6 separate regions of the Mus musculus genome follow, and regions 1, 2, 4, 5 and 6 are each linked to region 3. The links are chromatin contacts, called in public HiChIP or PLAC-seq and promoter capture Hi-C maps. All regions are on one chromosome and are shown on one strand. Each heading gives the region's core, a stretch centred on a gene start, on an enhancer-like site or on the middle of the called end of the contact. The rest is flanking DNA. Distances are from core to core; before and after follow the strand shown. Region 1 holds the start of Gabbr2 (gamma-aminobutyric acid (GABA) B receptor, 2). Region 2 holds the start of Exosc3 (exosome component 3). Region 3 holds the start of Xpa (xeroderma pigmentosum, complementation group A). Region 4 overlaps Anks6 (ankyrin repeat and sterile alpha motif domain containing 6). Region 5 holds the start of Shb (src homology 2 domain-containing transforming protein B). Region 6 holds the start of Anks6 (ankyrin repeat and sterile alpha motif domain containing 6).

Region 1 (3,475 bases), core at 504-3,003, 800 kb before region 3:
GCTGAAAGCAGCCCAGCTCCACCTATACAAGAGCAGGGATTCCTGGCTAGTGATTGAGGCAGGCAGGGACTCAGAACTAGGAAAAACACCAAGGTTCCAGTTACCCACAGTGGAACTCAAGATCAGGGCAGAAACTGGGAGCCAGAATGCCCAGACAAGCAAAGTGAGGCATGAGGTCAGAGTCTGGCCTGGAGCCAAGCTGGTGGGCAGGGAGATGGGTCTCCTCCTGTCAGTGAGACATCTTCTAGAATGTCTGGGGTGACTATTACCTCTAGACTATTTTTTTGGCTGGAAGATGGGGGTGCTTGGATGAGCTGTGCTCTTGTACAAAACCTTCAGCCGAGAGGGGAGGAATTATAGCCGCCTAGAAAGTGGCTATGCGGGCAGGCGCCCTGGCTGATTTGGCCTCAGGGTCTCTGGAGCTGTCCAAGGTACTGCCGTCCTCAATTCAGCCTGGGCTCTATCTTCCAGGTTTCCTCCGGGTTTCCTGCCCAGCTCCAAATATGCAGACTCCATTTAGATGACCCATTACAAACTGTGTGGAGGAACGGGATCTAGAGCTACTGAGAGCACCGTGGCCTCCATGTCCTCCTTTTGGAAGGGCTTTCCAATATCAGGGGTGCATAAGAGTCCTTTGTGGCTGTGCATTCTGCTTCCCCTGTATTAGCTGTATATTATCGATCAGTGTATTCTTCTGTAAAACGGGAATGATAGACCCACTGTACTAAGCGTATACGGCTGTTTTGAGGATACATCAGATATGTCAGGTAGCAAGCAGTTAGTGAAGGTTAAATTCCCACCCTTGTTACAAGGTCGTGCTTTTGGTCCACAATGCTTGGATGGGCTGTTTTATAATGTAATGTAATGTATCCTTGTACTAGTCAGGCTTTGGGATGTTGTAGGTTAGTGCTCACAAGTGCCATGATTCACAGGGAGGCACAGAGGGGTTACTCAGGTTCATCTTGTCCAGGACTACTTTGCCTGGGGTTATCCAGTGTGTTTATACCACCTGGGAGACAGAATGAGCCAAGTCCAGGCTGTGCTTCTTGGGACTGAAGACAGGGTTCCCACCCAGGGGAGAATTTTAAGGCGGGGCCCTCTGGGACTGGGGACACCGGGAGGTCAAACGCCTGGAGGAGGCGGTAGTACTCATAGGTCTCCTATCCCAGCCCTGACCTGGGCTTGGCAAAGGACTCCAGACTGGATCAAGGGTCCCAGGTTCCCTGGTAGCTGGCACAGGAGAGCGCAGGCTGCTGGTGCCCCTAGGACACCTTTGTAGAACGTTCGTTTCCTCGACTCGCCCGCCCAGACCTGGGAGAAGCAGTACCCAACCACCTTGCAGGTGCTACAGGAAGCGCAAGGCGAGGCGCCCGCGTCCCCCGCGCATAGCAGCTTCGATTCCCCCGAACGTGGGGCTCTGGAGCTCAGTCCCCGGCGGCGGGGTCAGCCGGCCGCAGCAGCCGGCGCGGCGCAGCGCCCGGGGCGCGAGTGTGCGTGTGCCGGGAGCACGGCCCTCCCCGCGGCAGCCGCAGCGCCGGCGCCTCCCCCTCCCCCGGCGCGCACGGCCCGTCCCTGTCCCCGGAGGCGGCCCGAGCCGCCGCTCAGCAGCCTTGCCTTCGCCTCCCGAGCCTCCTGCCGCCCTCCCTCCCCTGGCCGGGCTCCAGGGTCCGACGTCCCGCGGCTCCGAGCAGGAAAGAGCTGCGATCGCGCACGGAGGCGGGAGGAGGCGGCCGGGTGCGGGGCGGCCGCGCTGGAGAGAGGCGCGCGGAGACTCGGCCCCCTCGGCGCTCGCTCGCTCGCTCGCTCGTTGGCTCCCCGCCTCCCGCACTCCGCTGGCTCCCACCCCTTCCCGGCGTGATTGATCCGTCACGGGCGCCGCCGCCGCCGCCGCGGCCGTTCTGAGCGAGCAGAAGCCGGAGCCGAGCCGGGGCCCGTGCCGGCGCCATTGCGCGGGAGCCGCGGGCAGAGCTCGGCGCCGGGCGGCGGGCCGGGCCAGGCCATGCGGGCCGAGTGAGCTGGCGCCCGCAGCCCGCGGCGCGGCATGGCTTCCCCGCCGAGCTCCGGGCAGCCCCGGCCGCCGCCGCCACCGCCGCCGCCCGCGCGCCTGCTGCTGCCCCTGCTGCTGTCGTTGCTGCTGTCGTTGGCTCCCGGGGCCTGGGGCTGGGCGCGGGGCGCCCCCCGGCCGCCGCCCAGCAGCCCGCCGCTCTCCATCATGGGCCTCATGCCGCTCACCAAGGAGGTGGCCAAGGGCAGCATCGGGCGCGGCGTGCTCCCCGCCGTGGAGCTAGCCATCGAGCAGATCCGCAACGAGTCACTCCTGCGCCCCTACTTCCTGGACCTGCGACTCTACGACACCGAGGTAAGTGTCCAGTGACCCATGCCGTCGAGGCTGGGGGCGTCGAGGAGGGACAGAGCCGTGATTGTCTCCTCCTCGCTGGCTGACCGCGTACTGGGTCCATCAGGGTCTCACTGGGCTTGGCTGGAGCAGGTGGGACCCTGATCTGTGAGCACCTTCCACCTCTGTGTGGGTGTGGAATGGGGGTCTCCTTTGACCAGAGGAGGAGTTAGAGATGTGAGAGGTTGGACTCCCAGAGGCCTGCGCCGGTTGCCCCTGTCCGGTGCTGCTCCTAGGGTTGTCAGGTGCCAAGTAAGAGGAACACGCACACTGATTACAAACTGGGCCAGCCACAGCTGGACAGGCTATGGGGCCTATTCCCAGACCCTAAAAATTCCAAGCCGCCCTTTTAGGGCTAGAGGGCTCCAGGACCCTCGGGGGCCAAGCTTCGGGCAGGACCGATCCTGTGGTGCACTTCTGCAGCTCAGGGCTCGCGCGCGCCACGGTCAGCCTCGGAGCCCGGAGGGTTCTGCAGCGCTGCTGCCTGGATCTGTCCAGCGCTGGCAGTAGCTGGAGCAGTTTTGGGAGACTCCCCTTCCCCCTCTCCCCGCCTTGGGTTAGTTGCTCATAGAGTGGCTTGACAGGTCTAGCCCGGGACGTGTGGTGGTGTCCGATCGCGCTTCCACTTTTGTTCAGCAGCTGCTAACACCGCTGAGCAGGTGCACACTTGAGGCGTTCGTGTCGTGGGAGCCTAGACTTGGAGTGTGGCAGAGGGTTCCCCTCTGGCCTTCTTTTCTGAGCAGAGCTGGAGAACCAAGACCTTTCCATCCCAAACCCCGATCTCACGCCCTCATGTCTAGGTTTCCAAGGAGCCTCAGCTCAGACCCTGACTGCCCACTCTGAGGCTAGGACGAAGAGAGGGCCTGGAAGAGCGATCAGGAATAAGGACGGGTTTGCGAGTTTTTCCGGACCCAGGGAGCCCCTACTCTCCGGTCCGCAGCCTCGAGAGATAAGATTCGGCCTGAAGGGGGCAGTGATTTCCTTTACTGAGAGCTCTGTTGGCGCCTCTTGCATCTCTCCCAGCAAAGCCAGGGCGAGCTCTGGACCCTTGCTTCCCGGGCTCCCCCAGCGCACCTTTGC
Region 2 (3,959 bases), core at 249-2,748, 880 kb after region 3:
ATGGTGAATTAGGCCAGAACTGTTGTGTAATGTGTCCTGTGCAGGCCTTGAACTTGTTCAACCGGCCCATCAGCAGGGGGCTTGCTGTTGTTGCAGGTGAGAGTTAAAAGTGTGGGGGTCCCTGCAAGCTCTGCTGCCAGCGGATCCCCAGAAAGTAAGAAGTAAACGTGGTTCAGCATGACTTAGCCGGGCTGGTACAAACTTCGGGAGTCTGACTCCAGTTTATTTTTATTTATTTATTTATTACTTATTTAAACAGTAAAACTTTCAAAAGAAAAAAAAAAAGGTTTTCTTGTGACAACTATTACCACAAAGCTTAGGACACGGTTATATCTAAACTCCCTTGCAAAGTGCATGTTTTCTTGAAAAGCACCATGACCTCTTCCACAAGAGTGGGTTCTGTTGACTGAGAAAACATGCTCAGGAGAAGAGCCTAGGGAGGAAAGGTTTTTATAATCATAATAGCAAACTCTTTTTCAAATCCATGAGATCTCTCTTATAAGGATGGAGTCTATGGACTGGAAATGCTCAGGAAAAGGGGGATTCAGGTGAGAGCTAGCTCCACAGAATGGTAAAATTACCTGGTATTCAACAACCTCCATTCCAGCCTTCCAAGTGAATAGCTGTCAATTTCTTCCATTGAAGAAAAAGATCTGCATGTTTAACAATTCTGGTTTCTATAGGACTACCTGGAAGCACATGCCCTCCTACCCTCTACACAAAAGCCTACACAGCCTTTTTTTGAGGCTGCTAAGCTTGTATTGAGTTAGGAGGTTGAGGTTGAGGAAGAAGTTAGCCAACTTGACAATTCATCACCTGTTACCTAGCCGTGGCTCCTCTCCTTATCTGCCTACCTCGGAGTCTTACTCTCAGTCTTTCAATAGCACTAATTAACAACTTGGCTGGGGCACTTGTATTTCAGTTGTCCCTTATATCCAGGGATTAAATGGCTTGCCAGCATTTTACCAAATTTGCAGGAATTGTGATGCCCCTTCCCTAAAAAAAAAATCTATAAACTCGAGTTGGCAGCAAAGCATCAAGCAACTGATCTCAGTCAATGCCAAGGCCTTCAGTGCTGTTGGAGAACTGAATCAATTACTCATTGAAGATGCCGACAGAGAAACGCTGGTTTCACAGATAACCCCAAAGTCAGAAAACTGTAAGTTCTTAAGTTCTTGCACATTGTGGGTTTTGGATTTAACAGTTTCTCACATAGCTGTTAGTGTGCTCCCAAAGAAGTAGCTGGGAGAATTCCTGAGTTACCGATGTTCCCAAGCCACTGAAGAGATGAACTCAAGTAGGTGAAAAGGTGTGATGTGTGTGGGAGGAGGTGGGAGATTGTTACATTAGGTACCGTGAAGCTACAGACACAGGGCAGGGAGTAGCACCCATGGGATGAAGCGAGTATCTCCCAAGCTCAAGTCCAACTCAGAAAGCCCACAACCACCGGAAAGAGATGACCCTGGTGGGCGGGTAGCGGAAGCGGAAGTAGATACCGGAAGCTGCGATGGTGACGCCTGCCATGGCTGAAGTACTGTCCGCGGGACCGGAGTCGGTGGCGGGCTGCCGAGCACGGGCCGTGCACAAGGTGCTGAATCAGGTGGTTCTCCCCGGGGAGGAGCTGGTGCTGCCGGACCACGAGGACGTAGACGGCCTTGGCGGCGCCGGGGAGCAGCCGTTACGCCTGAATGCGGGTGCGCGCCCGAGGCTGCGCGTAGTGTGTGGCCCAGGTTTGCGACGCTGCGGGGACCGTCTGCTGGTCACCAAGTGTGGCCGCCTGCGTCACAAGGAGCCCAGCGGAGGCGGCGGCGGCGTTTACTGGGTGGACTCGCAGCAGAAGCGGGTGAGCGGATGTCGGAGAGGCGGCGCTGCCGCGAAAGTGGGCCCCCTGCAAGCGATCATAGGTTAAGGCGAATCTAGAGCCGCGGTGGCTTCTAGCCCCCTCTCTGCATCTTCTTTAGAGGAACCACAATAGGAACACATCCTGAGAAGGGTGACAGGAGAGAAAGGTTCCGTGAGATCTTGTCTTGAAAAACCCAAAGCCTCGGGGTTGCCATTTGGTGTCCCAGTTGCAATGAGTCCAAATAAATCACAGGGAATTAAAATTCCCATAGAATAATTAAGAGCTTTCACTTAGGAATAATGTCAAATGGAGTGGGTTTCCTTGAATGTAAAGATTCTTGTGCCACCAGACTTGTAAAGGATGCTGAGAAAACTTGAAACTTGATCAAGTGTGAATTAGACGTTCATAAAGTTGGACTGGTGCGGGCCGGTTTTGTAGTTGCAGCTACATGGGGAGTATGAGTTGGCTGGATAGGTTGAGACCCACCCTGATCAACCTAGATGAAAGTTTCAGAAGATATTTTGTAATGATATTTGTATTATTTATGACTGTTCTTTCATTCTGCTTTTAGTATGTACCTGTGAAAGGGGACCACGTGATTGGCATAGTGATCGCTAAATCTGGAGATATATTCAAAGTTGATGTTGGAGGGAGTGAGCCAGCGTCTTTGTCTTACCTGGCATTTGAAGGGGCAACTAAAAGAAACAGACCAAATGTGCAGGTAATAATGGGAGTCTTTGGTTTCAACAAGAAAAAATATCCACTCCCGAGAAAGTTAACTATCCAGAGGGCTACTTGAATTGTCTTCAAAGCATAAACCAGTTCTCCAAGACAGTTTATAAGAGTTTCTCAGGCGCTGCGGCTCCAGAAGTATTGCTGTATGTCATGTTTGCAGCCTTGGTTCTTTTCTACCGGGTTGAAGAGTTACATCTGCTATCCCCCTCCTTACCTGTCATGTCTGAATCCACCCCATGAGGAAAATGGCCCTAGTCTAAGGGCCATGGGCACTATTGGCTATCTGTTCATCATGGCTCTAAATCCTTGGAGCTGGAGCTGACAGAAGAGTAATCTTGTTTCTGTAGGTTTTCAGGTTGGGCTTTCTGGGTAGTTTAGCCATGTTCTTCCTGAACACCTGAGCCAGAAATGTGCTGGCCTCTCTGCTGCTTTTTCTTCAACTCTCAAGGGTCTTTAGTCACTCAATCTTATTTGTTCCTTCTCTTATCTTTTGTATGCCAACCCCTTTGTCTCACTTTTGACAGGAGCGGGCAACAATCTTATGAACTCATTAAAAAAAAAAATCTCATTAAAAAAAGGATTGTTCAAATCACACAGAGAGCATTGTACTCAGGGGTCTTTCCTCGTGGTTTCTGTTACTTCATGGAACCATATTTAAGCTTCACAGTGTAACTGGGCTTTGTTTCCTTCCCTTGGGTCTTTATTAATGGTGTTCCTGTTTGGAGCTGTGTCCTCAGCCCTAGGAGACATCACCTTTGAGGTCCAGGCTGACTGAGTTGATGACTGTCTCATCGTCACTTGTCCTGCATATTCACCACACACTGGGTTCATTCTCATTGCCCTGTGCAGGACCACATGCCCAGGAAGCCGGAAAAGGTGTAATGATTCCCGCTAGGTTTTGTAATCACCCACAACAGTGGGGACTTACAAGGCATTTTTAAAGTATGCACAGGAAAGTGTGCCTACATGTATGTTTTTGCACGCTGTGTGACAGCTTCTTGTGGAGGTCAGACAGGAAGGTCAGGTCCCCTGAAACTTGAGTTATGACAGGTTGTGAGCAGCTACACGGGTGCTAGAAACCAAAGCTGGGTCCCCTACAAGAGCAGTAAGTACTCTTAGCCCACGAGCCATCTCCAGCTCAACAGTGGGTATTTTTAATGTTGAAGAGAACAAATTTATTGTTTCCTTAGCTTCATTTTAAAGTTCAGTTTTGTAACATTTTAAAGCAAATTTTCCATGAAGTAGTATCTGAATTACCATTGTCCTGTTTTCTTTTGAATATGGATATCATGAGTTTTTTTCCTCTAGACAAACATGTAATTTGTTAGTACTGATAGAACATTCTCCGGTGATGCTGTTTGTTTTTATATCCACACTGACG
Region 3 (4,062 bases), core at 1,519-4,018:
CGCTTGCTTTGGTCTAAAAATTTATTTATTATTATATCTAAGTACACTGTATCTGTCTTCAGGCACACCAGAAGAGGGCACCAGATCGCTTTATTCGTTGTTGTGAGCCACCATGTGGTTGCTGGGATTTGAACTCAGGACCTTCGGAAGAGCAGTCAGTGCTCTTAACTGCTGAGCCATCTCTCCAGCCCACGGCAGTTCTTTAGAATGTTAGACACGGAGTCTCCGCATGCTTCAGCAATCCATGCCCACGTCTGGATCCAACAGAGACAGCATATGCTAGTACCTGGATGCTCACAGCAGGGGTGAGGTGACTGTTAAAGGTTGTGGGGTTTGTTTCTAAACTGACAAGAAAGAATGTTCTAGAGTGGGCTGTGGTGACATTTGTACAACCTGTGCCATATTGAACATGACTAGACTGCTTTAAATGGGTACATTGGAGAGCACGTGAACTGGGTCCGAGCAAAGCTAGTTAGGACACATTGCCTGTGTGAGGAGGGATCTGTCGATTTGCTCAGGGTTGTATCCTCATTGATTTCTGGTGACTGCAAGGACGTTCAACAGTTGGACAGATGATGCCCACTCTGGGCCAGCCCTCCTGGTTCCCGGATGCCAGAGGATGCTGCCTTAAGCCCAAGTGCATTTGGTACCCATTCAGAGCTCCATCGGTCATTAAAGATGGATGGCGCTGGTTGGGGGATGGGCTGAGGGCGAGGGATAAGTTTCAGAAGAGCAAAGAAGGAATATCCAGTTGAAATATCAAGAAAGAGCTTCAAGGTGTGGAGAAGAGAGTCCTTTCAGATAAGAGTGTGACAGGTGGTCATGTGACCAGACCAGATTAGACCGGAAGCTCCAGGAGAGGAAGAATAGGACTAATTCATTGCTGTGTGCTGGGTCCTCAGCCCGGGAGCTCTCAGTGACATGAAAACCTGCTCAAAGACATGCTTCTGTTGTGAGTGGGTGCCAGTGATGGCCAAGGTGACTGCATTTAAGGGCCAAAACCTCAGGGAATCAGAGGAAAAACAGCCCAGTCATGCACACAGAGAGACAGTCTGAGCACGGCCTCTGTCCGTGTCTTACCCCATCTTCCTGGATTCCCTTTTTCAGAGTCTACTTTCCTTCAGTTCCATTGGGGTTTCAATGCTCTCTGTCCTTTACGCAGCTTCCTTGTTTAGTCAGGATCTGTCAGTCTGGGAGGTGAAGGAGGTATAATGTGGGAAAGTGGATACAGTCATGGTTTCCTCGAGACAGGATGGGAAGAGGCAAGGACAGGGCCCCTGGTTTGCTGTCCCTGCCCTTTTTCCTTTTGTACCCCCACCAAGTGACTCATGTGTTTTGCTCTGAGCAAACCCGTAGCCTTTGTCACCCAGTGGAGTGTACAGATGAGGGCGAGCACTCTTCCTTTCTGAAGAGGGAGACTGCTTTGAGCTGAGGCGCCAGCTCACAGTTCAGACCTGGTTACCTGAAACTCTATCACAAAAAGTCCCTGAGCCAAAGGAGAGGGAGTTAACCTGGAAAGGAAGAACAAGTTGCCAAGAGTTTCAAAACACTGGGGCTCAGGACGCACCTGAGCCACACCCTGCAACCTGTCAGATTCGGTGCTTTGTGGGGGAGAGGATTCTGAGCACTGGCCACTCTCAGAGGTTATTTTGGGGGAGATCCTGTTACCTCATTCCCTCAGCCACCAAGCCAGAAATGTGCAGAGACTGTGGTGGTCATCACAGGTGCTGCCACTTAAGGTTTGGTGCTACCCAGGGGTGGGGTGGAGGTGGGGTTCTTTATAATTCTGGTGCTCAGATTCCCTGCTCTGGCCAGAAAATACATCCACAGAGTTGCACAATCATCAAGAGTGTCTAGTTCTAGAATTCTCATCACCTCAGGAGGCAGCCTCATACCTACAGAGGAGCATCTCCTCCTGGTTACTCCTTAGCTGCAAACTCTAGGAACCTCTGGACTGCTTTCTGTTATGGCGGGCTTGCTTATTCTGTGAGTTTCACATAAACATATGCATTTGTGAATGGCTTTTTCCTCTTAGAGTAACATTTTCAAAGTTCAGTCATGTCGTAGCATGGACCAGCGCTTCATTTTTCTCATGTTTGAAGAAAAATAGTTCATTGTATGGTAATACTATGCATTGTTTAGCCATTCAAAAGTTGATGGACATTTGGGTAGATTCCAGCTTTTGGTTTTCGGGAGCAGCTATGCTATGAACAAGCCCCCTGGCACATCGGTCCAAAACACGGGGAGTAACAATGTGCATTTCTTTTCCAAAGCCATCTTTGGAAAGATGGCTCACACAGGAGGAGTCACTGCCACATCACGTTTCCCCCACTGGATGAAAACAAGGGTTTCATTTGTGTATAGAATGGCCAGTCTGTTGTCATGGGGCTGTCTGGCTCTCCATGTGGCTATGGCTTTGGCTCTCTACCCATGGCCCGCAGCTGGGTTTGGAGCTCATACCACGTCCCACTTTTCTCTGTTGCCTTCCTGTTTTCTCATGCTTTTTAGCTGTCACACAGCCATTCTTTCCCAATGCTCTTTTCCATGTTCTCTTTACTTTTGGAGACAGGGTCTCATGTAGCTCAGGCTGGTCTGGAACACAGGGATGACTTTAAAGTCCTGATTCTCCCCCATCGCTTAGTCCGGATTGTTTGTCAACAAGTGCACTATCATCTCTTCCGCCACCACTCCTCGGCTGCGCAGGCGTACTGCCTCGCCCTTCATAGGCTTTTCCACCAGGACTCCTCGACTGCGCATGCGTAGCTCTTCTCCTTGCCTGGTGATGGAGTAGGGCCGGGTACTTGTGGCTCCGCTGTTCACCAACAATACGCGTTCCCTTCCTACGGAGTGTGTAGGCGATGGCGACGGCCGAGGAAAAGCAGACGTCACCTGAGCCCGTGGCCGCGGACGAGCCCGCGCAGCTGCCGGCCGCCGTACGCGCGAGCGTGGAGCGGAAGCGACAGCGGGCACTGATGCTGCGCCAGGCTCGGCTGGCTGCGCGGCCCTACCCCGCGGCGGCGGCCACCGGAGGTGGGGTCCCCTCCACGGGCGCGCGTAGGGCCTCCCTCCCGCGGGTTTGTGACCGCATCCCGGGCCTTCCCGCTGCGCCTTGGCCGCCCGCTCTGGCTCGGTGTGCGGGAACAGCCGAGCACGCCCGCGTCTCTGTGGTCCCTGGCCTTCCCTGTCGTGCCCTTTGCCCGGCACGTCTATGGTGCAGAGCTTTCAGCCTGCGCCGTCTCCCAGGCCAGCACCCAGCAGAACTGACCCTGACCCAGTCTTTTACATGGGCCGCGCCTTCCAGGGCTCAAAGTAGAATAACACTCGCAGAGCCTAGCACTTGGGAGTTACTCTATTGTATTCTTATGGACACCTTGGAAAATGGAAAGGGCAGGGCTTGGTAACCCTGTTTTACTGAGTGGCATGTTGCCCTGGGTTCATTTTGGCTATACTTGGCATTTTAGGGTAGCCCCTGTCTTGCTGTTTTCCGGTTTTAATGTCCGTTGTGCTTTAGGCTGCTGGTATTGCTCTTTGGAGTAATTCACCCGAGTTATTTCTACAAAAGTAATTTACTTCTTTTCAATCCCTCTTTCACAACTCCACTATATATATATATATGTGTGTGTGTGTGTGTGTGTGTGTGTGTGTGTGTGTATGTATATACATATATACATATACACACATATGTATGTATATATTTATATATATATACACACACATATGTGTGTGTGTGTTAAGTACTTGTTTTGGCAGCAGGTATAAATAATAATGCGTATATTTTATGGCTGTTTGTACCTTTAGACTTGCCATTGAATTTGATTTGTTGCTCTTGACCAGCAGAGCTGGCTTGTAACTAACTAGCTTAGATTTGAATCTTTCAAAATAAATCGAAAGCCCTTACTTACCATTTTGTAAAGTAAAAAGTACTTTTCATTATCTTTGTTGGTTATAGTGCAGATCTTGTAAGTCCGAAATTGCACCCTCAGTTTCTCATTATTTGTAGGCGGATGGACACTGTTGGATAAATGGCTTACCAATGTCCATCTACCTGCTGGCAACGTCTAG
Region 4 (3,661 bases), core at 335-2,834, 840 kb before region 3:
TAAGCTAAGAGTATTAGAAGCCCCTGAGGTCATAGTGACACAAATGAGACAGCAGCTTACTCCACAGCGTTGGGGACCTCAGTTCGTCTATTCTCAGGTTTCTATTGATCAAGATTACCTCATAGTCCAAGAGGGCTTCCATAGCTCTGGCCGTTACGTCCTGTGTTAGACTTTCCAATGCTTAGTCAGAGCATTTTGAGTAAAACTTAAAAGGAAGGTTTTTGTTTTTTGTTTTTTTTTTTCATTTTGGTTTTTGTGTTTTTTTCATTTTGGTTGTTTTTAGCATATGTTCTAGAAGTTCCCGTCTATGATCTCTTGGTTCTGTGGCTGAGGCTCTGGGGTGACACTGAATGTCACGTGAAGGAAAACCATTCAGTTTGTGTAGTGAGGAAGAGGGAGGGGATCCCCATGTCACTTCTGCTCAGGGCAGAAGGCTTCCAGTCGAGTCACGTGGCCACAGCACACTGTGCAGACTGGCCCCTGAAATCTGTCCAGGTGACCAGGTTCCTATTAAACAACAGGAATGTCATTGCTAAAGAGATGTGGAAGGTAGATCCTGGTAGAAAAGCTGCCTCTAACTAAGGGGTGGTTATCATCCCAGCGGTAGTTTTGAAAGGAGATTGTCTCCCGGGAGGCCTTCAGCCTAGTGCTGTCTGATCTTGACTGTTACCTCACCTCTCTGGGCTTGATGTTCTCTGGTACCAAGACTCTCCTGGTTAGAGCACCTTGGCACTGAGATGCTAATTCTGGCCAGCAGAGGGCAGTATTGTCAAGGACAGGCAAGCCGGAGCAACTTGCCTACCAAGCCTAGGCAGGGTAGTTAGGTACCGAGCTGCCAAGCAAGTGGTCTCTGCCTTTGTCCACACTTTGCCTGTCCGTTGGGTGTAGTTAGGGTCTCCCAAGATGATTAAGATCACACATCCAGAGTGAGTCACGGTGGCATTTTTAGTTTTCATCCTTTGTGGTTTTTTTTCTAAGCATTTTTAGTATCTAGGATTGTGGAATCAGGTTATACTAAGACCAGCAAACACCTCAGCACTTCCTAAGTGTTCAGCTCTGTGCACATTCTCACCCAACCTCCCCAGAGCTGCGCACGACCAGTGGTATTACCATTTCCCCTCAGTGTCTTGGAACTGATTTATTAACAATTTCCCATAATCTTTTCCATGTCATTAAAACCTTGTTTAGCCACATCATGTTTAATAGCCGTGTGACAGGACATTCCATCAGAGTGACTTCACCCAAGACAGACCCCTGGGAGTTAGGGAGGGGCTTCTGTAGCTCTTTGCAATTTTAACAGCTCTGTGAACATCCTTATACTGCAGTCTCCTCGGCTTCCTGACACCCCTCAGGCAAAGAATGTGAAAGTCGTTGCTTCCAGAAGTGCCGTAGAAGTGCCCGTCTGTGGTGGGCTGGCTGCCCTGAGTATCTAGCCCAGCTTTTGTCAGATAGGGGAAGCCTGTCCATTCCAGAGAGGATGATGCCCATTTACAGACTGGCGGAGAAACAGCTTAGCCTGTGAAAAGAAGCCTGGGAGGCTTGCTGCCAGCCTTGGCACTCTTCTGTCCTACTGCTTGTGTGCAGCAGAGGACACCAGTGGGCTCACTCGGTGGCTCATGGTGGATGGATAGCTGCGGGCCCATGGTGCTGTTGGCCCCAGGGTGGATGTTTGCAGCTACTGGTGCAAAGCTGCCCTCCTGCTCGCCTGCCCACCCCCGGGGCAGGGTTAACCGTGGGATGTCTGTCCCTGTGGAGGACCATCTGGCACCATGTTCAGCCTTCCCTTAATTAAAATAAACGTGGACATTGGAATGCTGCTGCAGACATCCAACAGTCAGTGCGGTGTGGATTGTATACTGACCCCAGTGTAGGTTCACAGAGTAAAATTATGTCACAGTTGAAGAAATGTCCACAGTGGAGCCATGGCCAGGGCATGGTGGGCGTGAAGGGAGTGTGGTTGGGCTTGCAGCCCCCAGCTTCTGCCCCTTATGCTTATCCCAGCATGGCACATGCTGGCTTTGTGTCTCTGCACCTCCTGCTGTATCCCTGGCTCTAGGCATGCCTATATTCTGCCCATCCTATGTCTGGAATGTTCTTTGCCCCATCCCCTTTGTATGCTACTTTAGCATCTCTTAGTCTCTGGTTTGCTGTCTCCTGTCCATACCCTCCTCTTGCCACAGTGCCCTGGGTTACTGGAAGGAGAGCCTGCAATGCTGTCTGGGCTCCCGTTGCCAGTGGAGAAGTGTGCAGAGGCTCTGTCATCTATGGTGCAGGGAGCCCGGCTCCTTCCCCAGAGAGGGAGCTTCCAGGGCCCATCTAATCCTGGCTCATCTTTTTCAGCTGCGAAACGGAGCGCCCTTCCCCCGGCTCCCCAGTGACAAGCTAAAGGCCGTCATCCCACCCTTCCTGCCCCCGTCCAGCTTTGAGCTGTGGAGCTCTGACAGGTCCCACACATGTCACAACGGGAAGGCAGACCCCACGAAGACTGCACTACCCCCAAGAGCCAGCAGGGCCCACCCCGTGGGCTGTGTGGGCACAGACGGTGTAAGTCGCCCGGTTGCTGGACCGTGATACTGCTCACAGAGATCTGGGTGTGTGGCTAGCAGAGGGACCTCAGACACTAGGACCCAGGGTCACAGCATGTGGAAGGTTTAAAGTGTTGCAGGGATGGGTGTGGGGGCAGGGACCTCTGGCTTCTCCCTGGGGAGCACGGTGTGAGCATGTACTCAAGCTCTGTCACCTCTCCTTCAGCTGGTGAGGGAAGTGGAACCCAGCGGAAGAAGTGACCTGCGGAATGACGTACTGACAATCATTGGCCTGGTGGGGGAGGGTGAGAAATGGGGTTCTTGGACTCTAATCAACTATATAATGTTGCTCAGGGCTGTGACCAAGAACACACACTAGGGGGCCGCTGTGTGCACTCCTGGTGCTTTTGTGGGAGGACACACCTGTCCCTTTGACCTCAGTAAAATCTCTCATCTGGAGCCATCTGCCGGTTTCTGAGCTGCCCAGCTTAGTCCCTGTCAGCAGGCCAGGTGTCTTTGGGTGTGTAGACGGTCTACAGTGTGCTTGCAGTAAGTGAGTAAGTTGTAGACGAGGTCTCAGAACAGGTCTTGCTGCTTTGGTGGCTGAGTGGCAGCAGACACCTGGATTTCTGCTGTGTTCATGAGGCAAGGCTGTCCCAGGGCTGGGCACTCTCAGGTCCTAGTGAGACAGGGATCCTGGTGCGTTGAGTGAGGTGAGGTAGGACTGTCCGATAGGCAGAGCGTCCCTTGATTTCTTCCCCTGGCTGCCTTTTTTGAAAATGTGACTAACCCCAAGTTCCCGGATGTCAGTGCTCGGGATTCGTTCCCTCAGCAAGCATTCCTGACCCCTTCCTCCATGGAGCCTAGAGCAGCAGGCACGGCGCCTACAAGAGGTATCTGAGCACCCAGAAGACAAATGTGTGTTCCAGGAGCCAGGAGGCCACCAAGAAGGCTTCTGGGGTCACCCATTGGAGGGAGAGCATAGGGGTGAGGCCTCGCGCTCTGCTCACCTCAGACTGGATCCTTCCTTACAGTACTGTGTGTGCTGAGGCAAGTGTGGCTAGGGCTGTGCCCCCGCTGAGGCTCATGGGAGAGACAGGAGATTCTCTCCCAAGGACACAACACTCCTGTGGACT
Region 5 (3,696 bases), core at 359-2,858, 670 kb after region 3:
CTTGCGCAGCAGAGCAAGGATTTAAAGGGTAATTTGAGACATATAAGTGTAGGGATACCCAAAATAAGCATCTCAGCATCAACTTCTGGGGTCTCTCCCTATCTATGCTCCACACACCAAACGTTCAGCCTTGTCCTGTGTGCAGAGTTTAAGACTATTTCCTAAGGATGCTAAATGAATAGGTCTCAGGTAAGAAATAAGTGGGAATGTTATCGGAGATTGTTGGGGTTCAGGTAGCAGTGGGGTTTGGGAAATTCAAGTGGTCTTAGGGAACGAGAGAGGCAAGTAGTCTGACTACGTGGGGCTGAGCAGATAGATTGGAGCCTTCGGAGTCATGGGTCTGCCTTTTTCTAGTGTGGTGTCGCTGGAGCCTGAGTCTGGTAGGTCGCAGGGAGAGTTTGGAAGAGGTCACATTGTGCCTTACCAGGTCCCGAAGTCTCAGGATGAGAGTCTGACCTCCAGTACTAGCAGATCCTGGATTTGCTCTCTACTTCGATAGGTTACTGTTCCTACAGGACACAGGAAAAACAGTGTGTCCAACCTATATATAATGTACAGGTGACAGGTGAAATTACGGTCACAGTGTGTTATTTTGGCAAATCACCATTCTGAAGGACGGTTTCAGCTCAGAGGTACTCAAGGGGGATGGGGGGTGGGGCTGGCCAAATAGAACTTCCAAACATATCTAACATCTAGAAGGCAGATATCTTATTTCATTTTCAGGCAGTATTTTGTTCTTGACAAGGCTCCTGCTACCCCCTCTGAGAGCAGACTCAGAAAGCTACCCCCCTTTGGCCTGGGTTTCCTCACGTTTGGATAATAACTCCATTGTCTTAAGTTACATCATCACAGTGCCACCAGATCCTAGTCATCCATGTATAATCTACCTCGGGGCCTCAGTTTCTCCATCTGGAAAACTGTCTCTGGATTAAATAGAGTCTCGCCAGCTCCGGCAACCTTAAGCGTTAAATGTTTACATAGCTGGTTCCACTAGGTTGGCAGTGAACAGGGTTAAAGCCCCACTTCCTAGAAGGTGAAAAGGTAAGCAAACAGTCCGACCTCCCCTTAGCCTTGCTCAGGGATTGGTGCCCCGCCTGGTCCCAGCCGCCTATCCCGTCCGGATCCGTCATCTGGATTGCTAATACACTCATTAGCATAAAGAGTTTTTCCGAAGACCCGGCGCCGGAAAAGCTGAACCGGAGTCTCTGTCCCTTTAAAGAGAAGAGGGACAGCCACTCTCTCATTTTAGGGCATCTCCTCTGCATGGTCCTCTCGGTCAACTAGAGGTCGTGCGTTAGTCCAGCCTGCCTACCACCTCGATGGTGGACATCCATTCCTAGAGTGCACGGCGCGTGGGCCCCCAGGGACTGTGCTGACTGCTTTGGCTTCAAAGAGCCGCAGTCCCTGCTGGAGGGAGGCACGGCCTGCCAAGCCGCAGGACGCGGGCGCCCTAGGGCAGGACCCCGGAGCTGGCGCCCAGGCGGCCGCAGGAGGTGGCTCGTGCAGTCGTGAGGAGGTTCCTGGCTGCACGCGGGGGCGTGGCCTAGGAGGGGCGTGGCATTGGCGGAGGGGTGGGGCCTGCGGGAAGGGGCGGGGCCGCGGCGCTGGGCGGGTTCTGGCGGCCGAGTGTCACACACGCGGCGGCTCGGGAGGCGGCAGCAGAGGCAGCGGCAGAGCCAGGCGCCGCCGGGACGGGCAGGGGCGCGCGGGCTCCGCCAGGCGCCGGCCGCCTCCCTCATTCGTTCGCTTGTTTTCCGACCCGCAGTGGGGCCGGGCTCGCCCCCGTGCACTCGAGAAGCCCGCAGCTGGCCGCGGCTCGCACGGGGCAGGGGCGCGCTCCGCGAGGGTGGGGGCGCTGGGTGCGGGCGTGCGCGGCGGGGGGCGCCTGGCCTTCCGCTCTAGGCGGCCCGGGTCCCTATGAGACACGTCTGTGCGGGGCGCGAGATCCAAAGCTCGGTCGGCGCGCGGCAGGGGCGGAGGGCTGTGCAGCAGCGGCCGGAGCCAGGCGGCGGCCGGCAGGAGGCGGCGGCTGCGAGAACTTGAACTTGGCGACCGGTGCCCCGCACGCCCCCCACCGGGGCAGGGGCGTTGCGGGACTGGGCGACAGCGTTGTCCCCCGAATGGCCGCGGCGGCGGACCGGGCTCGCGCGCCGCGGCCCTAGGCGGCCCTTCGCCATGGCCAAGTGGCTGAACAAGTACTTCAGCTTGGGCAACAGCAAGACTAAGAGTCCGCCGCAGCCGCCGAGGCCGGACTACCGGGAGCAGCGGCGCCGGGGCGAGCGACGAGAGCAGCCCCCGCAGGCCGTGCCGCAGGCCTGCTCGGCGTCCTCGGCGTCCTGTGGGTCGGCCGCCGCCTGCTTCTCGGCCTCGTCGGGCTCTCTGCCCGACGACAGCGGCAGCACGAGTGACCTCATCCGCGCCTACCGCGCGCAGAAGGAGCGCGACTTCGAGGACCCGTACAACGGGCCGGGCTCGTCGCTGCGCAAACTGCGAGCTATGTGCCGCCTGGACTACTGCGGCGGCGGCGGCGGCGGGGACCCCGGCGGGGGCCAGCGCGCCTTCACGGCGGCAGCGGGAGCTGCGGGCTGCTGCTGCGCGGCGGCGGGAGCGGGCGCCGCCGCGTCCTCGTCCTCATCCTCCGGCTCCCCGCACCTCTACCGCAGCAGCAGCGAGCGGCGGCCGACGACGCCGGCGGAGGTGCGCTACATCTCCCCTAAGCACCGACTCATCAAAGTGGAGAGCGCGAGCGCTGCGGGGGACCCTCCGGGAGGCGTGTGCTCTGGCGGCCGTACCTGGAGCCCGACGACCTGCGGAGGCAAAAAACTGCTCAACAAGTGCTCCGCCGAGGAGACCGGAGCTGGTCAGAAAGATAAGGTAAGCTCCAAAGCTATTGGTGCGCTTGGGGAACTGAGGCACTGCCACGTTTCCCATCCCTTGCATCAACTTTGCTCTGGCATCCTGGGGTCTAGGCTACAGCGCTCATTTTGCCAGATGGTGATTAGACTCCGACTCTTTGGTTCCTGCTCCCCAAACGCACCCTTGCGGATCCCAGAGCCAGAGCGAGAGCACCCCGTCTAACTACCCAGAAGACAGACCCAGCCAGCCCTTCCGGCTCCCCCAGTAAAGTTAGCAGCGGCTGGCCTAAAAGAGCATTTACTCTCGTTTACCCCGGGGTCCCTGTAGTGGTCCCCCTCCCAGATGCAGATGGGAATTGAGGTCTAGAATGGGAAAGGGAATCTCCGGGTCGTAGATTTCCTTATTGGCTGTCCCAGAATATCTGTATGTGTGTAAATGCTTCTAAACGTCCCACTCTGCGTGCCAGGTTTCCGAAGCCAAGCGGCCTTTTGTACTAGAGCGATATTGGGAACCCCCATGCAGGCTTTTCCGGTGTTAAGGTTCGTCCTCCCAGAGAATTTACCCATCTGGCCTTTCCCACCCGCTCTCCCCAGCTCCGCAGGCAGTCTGCTAAAAAGAGACCCTTCTCTGCCCACTTCATTCTCTTTCCTGATTCCATCCCTGTAGTACCGTCTCGGGAATGAGAAGCCTTTGTGGCAATCCCCTGCCGAATCTATCAGGCCATCTTGTTCCCTGCTTCATAACAAGGGAGTTAATTACAGGCAGGCCCCTCTACTCTTCCTTCCCTTCACACTCCTGAGTTAACCTCCCTTCCCCCATAAAATACTTGTTCTGCCCACT
Region 6 (3,829 bases), core at 423-2,922, 860 kb before region 3:
ACATACAGCTATGAGTTGGAGTTTTTCTTTTGCTCATATATGTGTGTGTGTGTGTGTGTGTGTGTGCACGCTGTTTATGTACTATGTGCTATAATTATGGGCATATACCACATGTGGGTATGTGATAGCCAGAGGTCAATGTCGAATATCTTCCTACACAGCTTTCCACTTTATTTGTTTATTTTAAATTATATTTATTATTGTTGTTGTTGTTATTCTGTTTTGTTTTTGAGAAAAGGACTCACTATATAGCCTTGGCTGGCCCAGAGCTCACTATGCAGACCACGCTGGCCTCAAATTCATAGAGACCTGTCTGCCTCTGCTTCCCAATGCTGTAATTAAAGGCATGCACCACCATAGCTGACATATTTATTTATTGTGTGTGTGCCTGTGCATGCCATACAACAAATGTGGAAGTCAGGGGACACTTTCAATAACTGTCCTCAGACCTAACAGTTACGCTGTTATCATGACACACTGTTGGGACATGTAACAGCCTTGCCTTGTATGTCTGGCTTCTTGCTGGGTTTGGGCGGGCACTACTAACCATCTAGGGAAACCAGTTGTCTCTTCCTATGGAAGTGTCCATGCTGTAAGGACACATATGCTGTGAACTGCGTCTTGCTTTCTGCTTAATTAGCTTCTTTTCCCCAAAATGTCCTCATGGCTTACTCTCTTCCTTAAGGTTTTTGCAAGTGTTATATTTTCAGTAATTCTCTTGTTGGCTCAATTATGAAACAATGCTCCACCTTCTACCCGATTTTGCTTGGATTCATGTTCCGTTTACTGTGTCAACAGCACTCAACTACCATTCAGCAGCCAAGTTTATTACCACAGCATATCTTTATAGCCTGTATGGGTGGGTCAGATCCTAGAAGGCAGAGATGCTATCTTGCAAACGTTCGCGGCACGAAGAGCTGTGCCTGGCACTAACAGGCATCCAATACATACTTGTTGAGTCCGGAAAGAGAGATGAACTTGATGTCAGAAGACCTGAGTCCTAGCCACAGCAGCGCCTGCAGATCTGTGCAGACTATAGCAACATACAACCTTCCCGGTCACTCGTCTACTGTAGATTGGAATAATCATCTGAAACTCTAGGGTGGCTACAAGGACTGCCCTGGGGACCAGTCGGTGGTTCCTACTGTTTGTGTGATATACAGGAGGGCTTGGGACCAGAACAGTTGCTGGTCCCACACTGAGTTTCCGACAGTGGGTCTGGGGTGTGGCTAGAAAAATCTCTATCTGTAACATGTAAGTTACTGCGGTAGTGGTGACCCCCCCCCCCCCCTGTCAAAAACAAGAGATAGATGGGCGGGTAGCTTGACACAGATGAAGAACTCAGCACTGCAGGGCTGCTCCGGCAAACGACGGGGCTGACCCATTCGTCCCGATTCAGCCTGCGACTGTTTAGGGAGCGCTAGTGAAATGCGGGCCGGTCTGGGGTCGGTAGAGATGCGAGATGAGTTCTAAGCTAGGCCCAGAGGTCGGATTCAGTAGGAACGAACAGGAAGACTGAAGAGTGACCGCACAGTCACAGGCCCACCCTCCAAGGCGGGAGGCGGGCCCTGCGCGCGCGTACCCATCAGGCGCGACCCCGGAGGCGCGCGCGCACCCAGGGGGCGGGCCTGCGGACGGCGGGCACGCGCGCGGCCCCGGGGTGGGAGCGGGCGGCGGCGCGGAGCGGGCGGTCAGCGATGGGCGAGGGCGCGCTGGCCCCCGGCCTGCAGCTGCTGCTCCGCGCCTGCGAGCAGGGTGACACCGACACGGCGCGGCGCCTGCTGGAGCCAGGCGCGGACCCGGTCGCGGGGCCCGAGGCGGGAGCGGAGCCGGCAGGGCCCGAGGCGGTCCGGGCAGCGGAGGCCGGGGCGCCGGTGCCGGTGGACTGTTCCGATGAGGCGGGCAACTCGGCGCTGCAGCTGGCGGCGGCCGGTGGCCACGAGCCACTCGTAAGGTTCCTGCTGCGCCGCGGAGCCTCGGTCAACAGCCGCAACCACTACGGCTGGAGCGCGCTCATGCAGGCGGCCAGGTGAGCGGGGACCGGGAAGGAGAGAGTCCGGGACTCGTGAGAGTGCGAATGGCAGACTTGGAGCTTTGCCTTTTGGTCATCTGTATGATGGAAATAAAAGGGCGGTTTCAGAAACACAAGATTAGGGATGTTAGAAACTTTGGCTTCTGAACAGTGTGGAGGCTGCGGAGTGCATCTTCTAGACGTTCATTCATTCCGTTTTGCATCAAGGGTCTCCTAAGAATCTGTCTACTCACCCTGGCTTTGGGGGTTGACCGAATAGATAACTGGGATCCAATTAAGTCCCTATTTTGGGGATATGAGTGGGGTGGGTGGGTAAATAAAGTAGCATTCTTGATCTGGAAGGTCTGACAGTAGTAGCTGACCCAGTTGGAGGAATAGAGGCGATTTTTAGTGGAAATGAGGTGTTAAGACTCGAGGATTTGTAAGAGTTATCCAGGACCGGAAAACGAGGAAGCGAGGGAGAACAAGCACACTGCAGACACATAGTGATGAAAGGTGGTCAGACAACTGGGAGGATGCTGCGACCCAGAGGGGGCTGGAGACAAGCCCACCATTGGAGGAAGAAAGTAGGTGCCAGATTGGGGCTGAACAGAAACCCACAATCTAAGGATGATCAGGAGTGTGGAAGGCACAGGGCACTGTGACCGGAACAGACTTTTGTTTCGGGTAAGTTACATTCAGCACCTGTGAGAATAGGCAGAGAGATGGGCCAGAGTCAGGAAGGCTGGCTAGGAAGACAGCAGCCAAGGAAGAGACAATTAGTGGCCTGGATAAACCTGAAGTTGATCCTCGTGGTTGTGTGACCCTGCGAAGGGGTTGGGAGAGGCAGCAAAATCCATCTCTAGATTTCTGACTCGTATAAATATACTGAGCTGTAAAAAAACAAGAAAAGAGACAATGCTTGTTTTGTTTTTAGATTTGTTTTTATTTTATGTGTATGAGCGCCTGTGTATATGTGCACCACATGTGTGCCTGGTGTCTGAGGGAAGCCAGAAGAGGGCGATGGGTATCCTGGAACTGGAGGTACAGACACAGATGGTAGAAACCAAACCTGGCATCTTTTTGAGAGCAGCAGGTACTCTTAACTGCTGAGCCATCTCTCTAGCCCTAGAGGGAGAGTCCTGAGAGTGAGCATAGCTTTCAGTCACATAGCAGGTTGTACCGGTGGAGAATGCCAGGGCAGCAGAGGTGACCGTAAAACCTTTTTCCTAGGTCCCTTTCCCCTTAGGGGCAGTATCTACTCTTCCTCCAGGTGAGCCTTCTCCTGCCTAGGTACCCCCTCAATGGCTTGTGATATCCCCAGAATGCACCCCCCTCCGTCTTCCTCTCCATCCCCTCACCCTTGTCCGCAGATACCTCTGTAGCTGTCTCCCACCATACTCCTCTGCTCCAGGTATACCTTTGCCCCTGCCCCCTTGAAGAGCTTCCAGATCTTTCTGGAACAAGTGCTTGGCTGTGCCTGTCACCAGCAGCTGCCCTAGACTCAGGATGACACTTCTGTCTGTCCACATCTGTCAGTACATCCGCCCTGGTCTCTTAGGCTCAGGCCTGGATTTCATCCGGGCCTTCTCTGCATTACTTTGTACTTTTTAAAAAAGCTGAGCCGGGCGTGGTGGCGCATGCCTTTAATCCCAGCACTCGGGAGGCAGAGGCAGGCGGATTTCTGAGTTCGAGGCCAGCCTGGTCTGCAAAGTGAGTTCCAGGACAGCCAGGGCTATACAGAGAGACCCTGTCTCGAAAAACCAAAATAAATAAATAAATAAATAAATAAAAAGCTGAAACAAGATTATCTTTCCA

Evidence for each region. Promoter capture Hi-C pulls out the DNA fragments that hold promoters and counts their contacts. HiChIP or PLAC-seq counts read pairs in DNA pulled down with a chosen protein or histone mark. Capture Hi-C pulls out chosen DNA fragments and counts their contacts.
Region 1: a promoter capture Hi-C map of liver shows a contact between it and region 3, with 2.4 times the contacts expected there. The contact joins the promoter of Gabbr2 here to the promoter of Xpa in region 3. A contact is called at or near these places in 3 of 39 promoter capture datasets (neutrophils, pre-B cells and stem cell-derived epiblast-like cells) and 1 of 9 other capture datasets (liver).
Region 2: a promoter capture Hi-C map of liver shows a contact between it and region 3, with 5 times the contacts expected there. The contact joins the promoter of Exosc3 here to the promoter of Xpa in region 3. A contact is called at or near these places in 7 of 39 promoter capture datasets (the 3T3-L1 cell line, 3T3-L1-derived adipocytes, hippocampal neurons and 2 more), 1 of 115 datasets of contacts at active chromatin or transcription factors (memory CD8 T cells) and 1 of 9 other capture datasets (embryonic stem cells).
Region 4: a promoter capture Hi-C map of hippocampal neurons shows a contact between it and region 3, with 2.2 times the contacts expected there. The contact joins the enhancer-like site here to the promoter of Xpa in region 3. A contact is called at or near these places in 3 of 39 promoter capture datasets (3T3-L1-derived adipocytes, hippocampal neurons and pre-B cells) and 1 of 484 Hi-C or Micro-C datasets (cortical neurons).
Region 5: a contact with region 3 is called in an H3K27ac HiChIP or PLAC-seq map of microglia, with 6 times the contacts expected there. The contact joins the promoter of Shb here to the promoter of Xpa in region 3. A contact is called at or near these places in 1 of 484 Hi-C or Micro-C datasets (CD4 T cells) and 2 of 115 datasets of contacts at active chromatin or transcription factors (microglia and pancreatic cancer cells).
Region 6: a promoter capture Hi-C map of adipose tissue shows a contact between it and region 3, with 2.3 times the contacts expected there. The contact joins the promoter of Anks6 here to the promoter of Xpa in region 3. A contact is called at or near these places in 5 of 39 promoter capture datasets (hippocampal neurons, liver, pre-B cells and 1 more), 1 of 484 Hi-C or Micro-C datasets (cortical neurons) and 1 of 9 other capture datasets (adipose tissue).

The regions. Positions count from the first base shown.
Region 1 is chr4:46,989,992-46,993,466 of GRCm38.p6, reverse strand. It overlaps Gabbr2 (gamma-aminobutyric acid (GABA) B receptor, 2), which reads left to right and starts at 1,753. Exons shown (of 19, transcript NM_001081141.2): 1 at 1,753-2,359. The coding sequence starts at 2,042.
Region 2 is chr4:45,318,155-45,322,113 of GRCm38.p6, reverse strand. Exosc3 (exosome component 3) reads left to right here and starts at 1,498. Exons shown (of 4, transcript NM_025513.4): 1 at 1,498-1,843; 2 at 2,415-2,564. The coding sequence starts at 1,523.
Region 3 is chr4:46,195,017-46,199,078 of GRCm38.p6, reverse strand. It overlaps Xpa (xeroderma pigmentosum, complementation group A), which reads left to right and starts at 2,768. Exons shown (of 6, transcript NM_011728.2): 1 at 2,768-3,030. The coding sequence starts at 2,859.
Region 4 is chr4:47,034,599-47,038,259 of GRCm38.p6, reverse strand. It overlaps Anks6 (ankyrin repeat and sterile alpha motif domain containing 6), which reads left to right. Exons shown (of 16, transcript NM_001356426.1): 9 at 2,341-2,544. Among named protein-coding and RNA genes, the nearest start is that of Anks6, 21 kb to the left of the region's middle. Within about 2 kb of position 1,584, at least 39 of the 459 cell types and tissues checked have an H3K27ac peak or open chromatin away from gene starts, as enhancers often do. A contact at or near this core is called in cortical neurons and hippocampal neurons, where this site is marked.
Region 5 is chr4:45,528,740-45,532,435 of GRCm38.p6, reverse strand. It overlaps Shb (src homology 2 domain-containing transforming protein B), which reads left to right and starts at 1,608. Exons shown (of 6, transcript NM_001033306.1): 1 at 1,608-2,874. The coding sequence starts at 2,176.
Region 6 is chr4:47,055,149-47,058,977 of GRCm38.p6, reverse strand. It overlaps Anks6 (ankyrin repeat and sterile alpha motif domain containing 6), which reads left to right and starts at 1,672. Exons shown (of 16, transcript NM_001356426.1): 1 at 1,672-2,029. The coding sequence starts at 1,698.